Linked DNA regions of Sus scrofa: regions 1 and 3 are each linked to region 2. The links are chromatin contacts, called in public HiChIP or PLAC-seq maps. All regions are on one chromosome and are shown on one strand. Each heading gives the region's core, a stretch centred on a gene start, on an enhancer-like site or on the middle of the called end of the contact. The rest is flanking DNA. Distances are from core to core; before and after follow the strand shown.

Region 1 (2,700 bases), core at 155-2,654, 300 kb after region 2:
TGTGCAACAAGTTCTACAGAGAAAAGTGCTACATGCTTTAAATTAACATCTGTCTCCACGGATGAATGACAATCTCCCCGCCCCCCCCCGGGGGGGGCGGGCCTGGGCCCAGTTTTGCTCACTGCTGGGGCCTCAGTGCACCCAGCACAGAAGTGAACCAACCGTCCGGTACTAATTATAGGTACTAATAAGCAAAGATCACCTGGTGGGTATAGACTGTACTTAGTTGGACAGTGTAATTCATGATAATTATGAACTTAACCTCAGGCAGCTATCCTGAACACAAGGACGTGTATGTGTTGGGTCTTTGTACCCTCCTGAACTGCACTGCAAAGACAAAGTGGTCCTCCGCAATCAACATGCACGCACGCTTGGAAATATTTAAATAGTAGTAATAACACAAGCAAATTAATACGTTAAATAGAATCAATTACACTACAACGGTCTTTCACGCAAATTATTCTTTAAACTACTTCCAAATTTCTTTAGCCACACCTTTAAACCACCTTCTCTTGGATCCAGTTACTTCACTGGGTACTTAAGCATACCTTTCATACAAAAATTCCTTCTTTTCTCAGTAAGCAGATGCTGGGAATCGATGACAGAGACAAATATGCCCAAGTGGTAAAGTCTACCTTCGCATAAAATGTGAACGCAGTGGAAAGGCATAGTAAAGGGACTGTAATAGGGTGAGAACAAATAAGACAATTTCTCTAAAGGAGAACCAGACCCCAGGTTCACCACATTAACACAAATTAGTACGTGGCACTCCTTGGCTCAAAACCATCCATCACTATTTTGTGGGCATTTCAAGTTCCTTACCATCTAGGCCCAACCCACATTTCCAGCCTCATGGCCAGTACTCCTCCCCATAAACGTTTGCTTCTGCCACACCGACTTCTCTCTGAGGCCCACAGTCTGTAGACGTATACACACGTCACCCCTCCTCTAGGAATGCAGCCTAGCCCCTCACTCCTACCGCAAGGCCCAGCTCTCTGTTTCCACAAACTTGCTGTGAGTTGTAATCTACCCCGGCAGCTGCTCTGCACCGGGAGCGGGACGCGGCGGGGAGAGCAGGGGAATGTCGGGGACGGGGGGTGGGGGGACGCCCGGGTGGGAGGAAGGGGAATGTCTGGGAAGGGGGACACTCAGGTAGGGGGCTGCCGGAGGCGTGTGCCAACGGGGCTGTCAAGACAACCACATGCTCCGCCACACAGCCGCTCGCGGGAGATGATACTTCCTCGCTGGGCAGAAAGACCCTGCCGCCGCCGCCGCCCCCGCCAGCCAGTAACCTCTAAGCCGAGAAGCCCACCGACCCGCTCTTACCTGCGCGGATCTCCCTCGCAGCGCAGCGGCGCCAACCAGCCTGCACAGCGCCTGCGCGAGCCCGAGGGTTGCGTCTCCCCTCCTCCGGCCGGCGAGGGTTGTGATTGGTCCGGAGCGCCGCCCGGGGAGGAGTGCGGCCTCCGATTGGCCGGCCTCCGAGCGGCGTCCGCCCACCCGTTTTGAACCAGAGCGCGGGGCGGTGGCTGCGGTTTCCAGTCGGGTTCAGTGGGTCGCAGGGGTAAGGATTGCACATCGCTTCCAGAAGCTCCGTGGGAGTAACTGGTCAGGAGAAGGAACTGCAAGCGAGGTTCCTCGCCGTAGGGTCAGACCCGCGGACGGCGCTCTGGGGATTCCCCGGAGCCCGAGAAGCGCGGGGATTCCGGGCCGGGTTCCGACTCTGGGCGCGGGGACCTTGCGCGGTGCTCGGACGCCACGGCGGGCTGGAGACCACACCCGCCTTCGCTTCCTGCTCCGGCTGCGGGAGAGCTGCCAGTCTTCCTAAACGTGCGAGCCAGTGCAGTTTGACCGCTGCTCTGACAGCTGCCGAAATTTCTGCGTTCCGCCCAAATCGGTGTTAAGTAGCCCCCTGGTTCCTTGCGGCCGCCCTCTCTCCGCCGGAGACCCACGGCCCCCCACCCCCGAGACCGTCCACGGTACTACCCGGTGCTGTCCAATCTAGTCTCCCGTTAGCTGTTGGGGTTTTCCCTTTACTGTTAGCGTTGCCTCATTGTAGGGAGGTGTTTTCTGTCGTAATCCCTTCACTGTTTCCACCCCGATTGTAACTGTGGTTGTATTATAATTTTATTACAGTTACAGTTCTGTCCTCCGAGCTGAAATTGATTGTTTTCTTGGGTGGTTTTCTGAAAATCGAGTCTTTTATTCTTTTTCGTCCTCACCAGCGGCATTTGGAATTCTCAGGCCAGGGATCAAATGTGAGCTGGAGCTTGTGACCCACACCACGGCCGCAGCAACTCGGGATCCTCAACGCACTGCGCTGGGCCAGGAATCAAACCTGAGCCTCCACAGAGACAACCCGGGTCATTAAGCCAACTGTGCCACAGTGGGAACTCCCTGAAAATCAAGTCTCTAAAATATCTTTTAGAAAAACCAGGAGCTATGTTGAGTCTGGTGGAAAGGAGAGATGATATGATAAAACAAGTCAATACCTGTAGTTTTGGCAACAGAAAGAATTGGATAAAAGGAAGGAAGGAGGGAGGGAGGGAGAAGGAAGGAAGGAAAGAAGGAAGGAAGAAAAGTAAAAGAAAAAGAATTCTAGGGGGTAAATGTACAGCTTCCATGTGTCCACCAGAGGGAGGTATGTTAACTGGTGAGAACAGAGGCCACGCTGATTTTCATAACCTGTGTGTACCAGTG
Region 2 (2,700 bases), core at 27-2,526:
TTTTTAGGGCCACACCCGCAGCAGACGGAGGTTCCCAGGCTAGGGGTTGAATCGGAGCTGTAGTCACTGGTCTCACCACAGCCACAGCAGCCCCAGATCCGAGCTGTATCTGAGACCCACTACAGCTCATGGCAATGCTGGATCCTTAACCCACCGAGTTGAGGCCAGGGATCAAACCCACATCCTCATGGAGACTAGTCAAGTTTGTTACCACTGAGCCACAACGGGAACTCCCCTCTGCCCATTTCTAATCAGATTGTTTGTTTGACGTTGAATCGTATGTGCTCTTTATGTATTTTGGATATTAGCCTCGTATAGCATATATCGTTTGCAGATAGCTTCTCTCATGAGGTGGGGGAAGTCACTTGGATTTAGCATGCCTCCGCCACTCACTGCCTCTGTCACCTGGACACTTTAATAACTTCCTTGAGTCCTAGTTTCTCTGTCTATAAAAGGGACTGGCAACACCAGTGAACCTGGTTTAGCTCATGGGATTGTGGGGAACCGCAAATGAGGGACATGTCCAAGCACCCTGAGGGCTAAGGGAGGCTATGGATTTTCTCCCCAGAAAATTTTGGTCCCCTGCATGTTCCCGGTCCGTGTGGCCCTGCAGTAGGGGCCTGGCCACCAACACACAGTACAAACTTAGCAGGAGACTGAAAGAGGTCTCGCTGTAAGGAACTCTGGCCCTTGCTCTGCCCTGCTTTCCTGCAGCATCTCTGCGGGGCTGCTCTAGAAGAAAGGGGTTTTCACTCTCAAGGCCGTCTGACTGGATGGGTCCCAGGTGGCCCCAGCGGCCAGCCACCCGGAAGCGTGAGGCCATAGGCTGGCGCATGCCAGCGCTGACCACTCGGAGGGGGAAGGGGCCGCTCAGGGAGCCAATGCAGCTGGCAGGGTCCAGGCCTGTGGGCTCGACGGGGACAAAGCTGCTCTGAGCCGCCTCTCAATGGGCGCCTGTGTTCCGCGGTGGGGGCAGGGTGCTCCGGGCCTCCTCCTGCTCCTCCCCGCCGCCGCAGGACGTCTTCGGCTGGACACTGGGGCAGAAGTGGTCCCGCACAGGGAAGGTCCGGGTCGGCCCCTGTGCCTGGGCTTTCGGAGATGGCACCAGGATCAGGGCTTCTGGGGCCCAGAACGCTGATTGGGCCGAGGCAGGGGGCGGGCCCAGGCCCGGCGGGCCCCCACTGTGCCCAGCCGCTTGGTCGCGGGAGCCCGCGCGGGGCGTGGCCAGGGGCGTGGCCGGCGTGGACCCCGGACGGGCGGGGCGCGGGGACAGATCACCGAGGACCAGCCGAGCCCGCCCCGAGGAGGCGGGGAGGAGCCGGGCGGGCGCGCTGGCCCCGCGGAGCTGGGCGGCCGGCGTTGTCCTGCGCGCCCGGCGGCCGCTCCACGCGCCCCGCTATGCCGCCCGCGGGGCTCCGCGGGGCCGCGCCGCTCGCGGTGATCGCGCTCCTGGTGCTGGGGGCGCCCCTGGGTAAGGGCCGGGGGCCGCGGGCGTGGCGCGCGCGGGGGAGGCCCTGGAGGAGGCGGTGCCCGGGCGTGGCGGGGTCCGTGGGAGAGGAGGGCAAGAGTGGGCTGACCCCGGGGGGGCCGCTCCAGGCAGAGGCCTCTGGGCTCAGGGACCAGGGCAGACCTTCGGGTGGTGAGAGTAGGGCGCGCGGGAGGGGGGCAGCCAGAGACCCGGCCCGGTGGCCACTGGGCACCCGCACCCCTGTCTGCAGCGCTAGCCGGCGAGGACTGCCTCTGGTACGTGGATCGGAATGGCTCCTGGCAGCCGGGCTTTAACTGCGAGTTCTCAACCTTCTGCTGCGGGACCTGCTACCAGCGCTACTGCTGCAGAGACCCGACCTTGCTCATCACCGAGAGGCAGCAGAAGCACTGCCTGGCCTTCAGGTGGGCTCCTCCCCTCCTTGTCCACCTCCACATTCTTAGCCCAGACCCAGGCTCCGGCTAGGGGACAAGGCGAATCTTGAGTGTCCAGCTTGGGAATTCCAGGAGGGGCCGTTAGTAAACACGTCAAGTGCTGGTGGGGCTGAGCCCTCCCCTTGGCCCTGCCCTGGCTGCAGAGGGAGGGTGCAGGGTCAGCGCCAGGGCCGGTGTCGTTCTGCCAGGAAGGCAGGAGACCCAGTCTCATGCCTCACTAGCTGCGTGGTCTTGCAGAAGACACGTCCTGGGTGGGTCACTTTCCTCTTCATTGAAACCAGGCCGGGACGGGGGGCGGGGGGTGCCACAGTTAGTGGTTTTCCAGCGTCTTTTTGAAGGGGCCTGCTGACATATAAAACAGGTACAAGAAGACCCATTGCAGTGGGATTTTAAAAAACAGCTCTGGATCATTGCCCAGGGGACTTGCAGGGCTCACGGTCAGAAGTCTAACCGGTTAAGTTGCTGCCGTAGGGCGCCCACTGCAAATCCCCAGAGGCCACTCGCTGGCCAGCAGGCGCCTGGCCTTCCGGGAAGCGTGGTTCCCTAAGATCCCCTGCGGGGTTCCGCAGAGCCCACCAGGAACCCCAAATCTCAGCTCTCTGTGGCCCCCTGCTGGCCAGGAGTCCAAGCACAGCTTTCAGGTCACCCTGTGAGGACTTTCTGCTTGAGGCTTGGAAGGTGAGGCACGCTTCTCTGTCTAAAGCCCCAAGACCATAGCAGGCATCGCTTCTGCCGTGATCCTCTTCGTGGCTGTGGTCGCCACCACCATCTGCTGCTTCC
Region 3 (2,700 bases), core at 168-2,667, 290 kb before region 2:
GGGTTCCACGTCTGTGCAAGGCTCTCCCAGTGCCAACCCTACAGGAACTGAGCGTGAGAGGGAGGCGACCTGTTTAAGGCCACGGGTTCAGGATCAGGATCAGTTCCCCTTCCAACAACCTCTCACCGAGTGGGTTGCCGTGTTCACCAGAGCCGGGTGTACGGACCTCTGGGGGTAGGAGCCCAGGTGACGCCCTCTCAGCTGGGTGGGCCTAACCATCCACTCACACCCAGGGGCAGGGGTGCCCCCGCCTCCGGGGAGCTGAGCCACCCAGCCTCCTGCCTAGACCCAGATTTGATTAGATCACAACTGTTTGCAGAATTTGCACAACACTCTGGGGCCTGTGAGAGCAGATAAAACGCCTGCCTCGTGGTTGCTGGTGGGGCAATGGACTGCAACTTTCTCTAAGTGTGTTCCCCACTTCAGGGACTGAGGCCACCAAGCACTGTGGGTCCCTTCAGGCTCTGCGATGGTCCCCACTCCTTTAGACGAGCCGGCGGGGGCGGGAGTGAATGGGGCGCGCGCAGTGGGAGGTGGGGGGCAACTCCATCTAGTCTTTTGAAAAGAGTGAAACCAGCACCTGCGCTGCGCAGGGCAGGGCGCAGCTGCCACGGGCGGGCCCCCGAGGCCCGACGGTCCCCACCCTGCCCGCGGGCGCGTTCCCCCAGGGCAGAAGGGCGGGGGCTGCAAGAGGCTCCCACCCCCGCCGGACAACAAGCGTCAGTGCGCGCAGAATGGCCCATTGTTCCGCCTCGGGACCCGCAGGCGGTGGGGGGCGCCGGGCCGTCCCGGGACAGGGGCACGTGGGGGCCCTTTGTGTCCGGGGAACCCGGAGCGGGGAGGAGCCCCGCGCCTCCTGGAAAGAAACCCGCGCGGCCACTTGGCCCCACTCCTCGGCCTGCGCGGGCCCCGGCCGCCCGGTGTCGCGTCTACCCTCCCCTGCAGCCTCCCGAGAGGTGGCGGGACAAGAAGGCCGGGGGCGTCCAGCGCGCGCGGAGCCGGGGCGCGCAGAGGAGCCAGGGCGCTCGGGGGTAGGGGCGGAGGTTGCAGCGGAGCCCAGCGGGGTGGCCCAGAGGGGCTCGGCGAGACCCCGCGCACTCACCTGGCGGCGGTGGTGGCTGGGCTTTCGGTAGCGGCAGCGACAGCGGGCGGCGCTCTGGAAGCGGGGCTGGGCTCGTCCGGCCCGCGCGCCGTTTTGTTCCGCTCCCGGGGGGCGTGTCCCGGCCACGCCAACCAGTGGGCTTTGCACACTGCACCACACCAGCGCCGATGTCACCACACCGGGGCTGATGTCACCGCATCGGCGCTAAGGTCTTGGCGCAACCCCCCAACCCCCCAGCGGGGTCCCCAGGCCCGGGGCGACCCGGCTGCGCCCGGGGGACCCCCTGTGCCCCCGCCACGGAGGAAGCCGCGTCTCGCACGTGCCCGGAACTTCTCAGGGTTTCCTGGCGGCCGGATGCGAGAGGGTGGAGACACAAGTCTGAGAGCTAAGACTTCTGATAAAACCTGCGCCACAAGAGAAGGGGCGGGCGTGGATGGCGGTGGGGACGGTGGTGGGGTCTCACTTGTTCTGGCGGCAGGGTGGCAAGGACACATCTGAGCACCAGGGTAAGAGAGGCCTGAGTTCGGATCCCGCCCCTTCCGTGTACTAGCTGTTGCCCTGGCCTAGATTCCAAATCACCCCCCACCCCCGCCCACAGGCTCCGCATCTGTGAAGGAGCTGTAATCCACAGGGAAGGGGTGTGTTTTGGGGGGAGACGGGGCAGATCTTCTAAGCCTTCTACGCCCTCAGCAGTGGCCCTCGGTGAGTGTAACGCCCTCCTCCAGCAGCTCTTCCTTCTGGGCTTCCCCAATCTCCCCTGCTCTCCAAAGGAGGCTGCCCCACCCCTCCCCCAGAACAGCAGCTCTGAAAAGTGGGTGCCGCCCTCAGCAGCTCCCAGCCCTTCCTGTGCCTGCAGCAGCGGGCATCTCAGAGGTCAGAGCCGCCCGCTCCCTGCAGAGCTGTTCCTGGGTCAGGATAGAACCTCCACCTCTGTCCTGGGCAGAACAGCCCAGAAACCTGGGGCTCTGGAGGGAGAGGGAGTCACCCCCTGGCAGAGGGGTCCTGGTGGGGGGCAGAGCGAGCCCAGCTCTAAAGGAAGGTGCCGGAGTTCCCCTCGTGGCTCAGTGGTTAACAAATCCAACTAGGAACCATGAGGTGGCAGGTTCGATCCCTGGCCTTGCTCAGTGGGTTAAGGATCCGGCATTGCCGTGAGCTGTGGTGTGGGTAGCAGACGTGGCTCAGATCCCGCGTGGCTGTGGCTCTGGTGTAGGCCAGTGGCTACAGCTCCAATGAGACCCCTAGCCTGGGAAACTCCATATGCCACGGGAGTGGCCCTAGAAATGGCAAAAAGACGAGGAAAAAAAAAAAAGAAAAGAAAAAAATAAAAGAAGGTGCCATCTGCTCCCCCAAGTCCTGTTCGGAGGAACACGGAGACCTGAGAGAGACTGAGAACTTAGGGAGACAAAGCACTTCTTTGGGTCCGCGGTGTCGTAGCTCATTCACTGCATTTCCAGGTCGAATGGCACCCTTTGCACTGGGAGCACACCGAGTGGGGTGCAAACCACACTCAGACCTCGGCGCACATTTCGCTGTGCTGTGCCTGCTCCCCGGGTGCCCTGCTGTTTGCCCTCATGGGCTCCAGTGTCTCTGAGAAGGAA

Evidence for each region. HiChIP or PLAC-seq counts read pairs in DNA pulled down with a chosen protein or histone mark.
Region 1: an H3K27ac HiChIP or PLAC-seq map of alveolar macrophages shows a contact between it and region 2. The contact joins the promoter of UBE2T here to the promoter of SHISA4 in region 2. A contact is called at or near these places in 2 of 2 datasets of contacts at active chromatin or transcription factors (alveolar macrophages and skeletal muscle).
Region 3: an H3K27ac HiChIP or PLAC-seq map of alveolar macrophages shows a contact between it and region 2. The contact joins the promoter of CSRP1 here to the promoter of SHISA4 in region 2. A contact is called at or near these places in 2 of 47 Hi-C or Micro-C datasets (embryonic fibroblasts and heart right ventricle) and 2 of 2 datasets of contacts at active chromatin or transcription factors (alveolar macrophages and skeletal muscle).

The regions. Positions count from the first base shown.
Region 1 is chr10:24,457,681-24,460,380 of Sscrofa11.1, forward strand. It overlaps UBE2T (ubiquitin-conjugating enzyme E2 T), which reads right to left and starts at 1,405. Exons shown (of 6, transcript XM_021064545.1): 1 at 1,327-1,405.
Region 2 is chr10:24,157,372-24,160,071 of Sscrofa11.1, forward strand. It overlaps SHISA4 (protein shisa-4), which reads left to right and starts at 1,277. Exons shown (of 5, transcript XM_021064525.1): 1 at 1,277-1,471; 2 at 1,719-1,890; 3 at 2,624-2,700. The coding sequence starts at 1,399.
Region 3 is chr10:23,862,603-23,865,302 of Sscrofa11.1, forward strand. CSRP1 (cysteine and glycine-rich protein 1) reads right to left here and starts at 1,418. Exons shown (of 6, transcript XM_003357676.4): 1 at 1,103-1,418.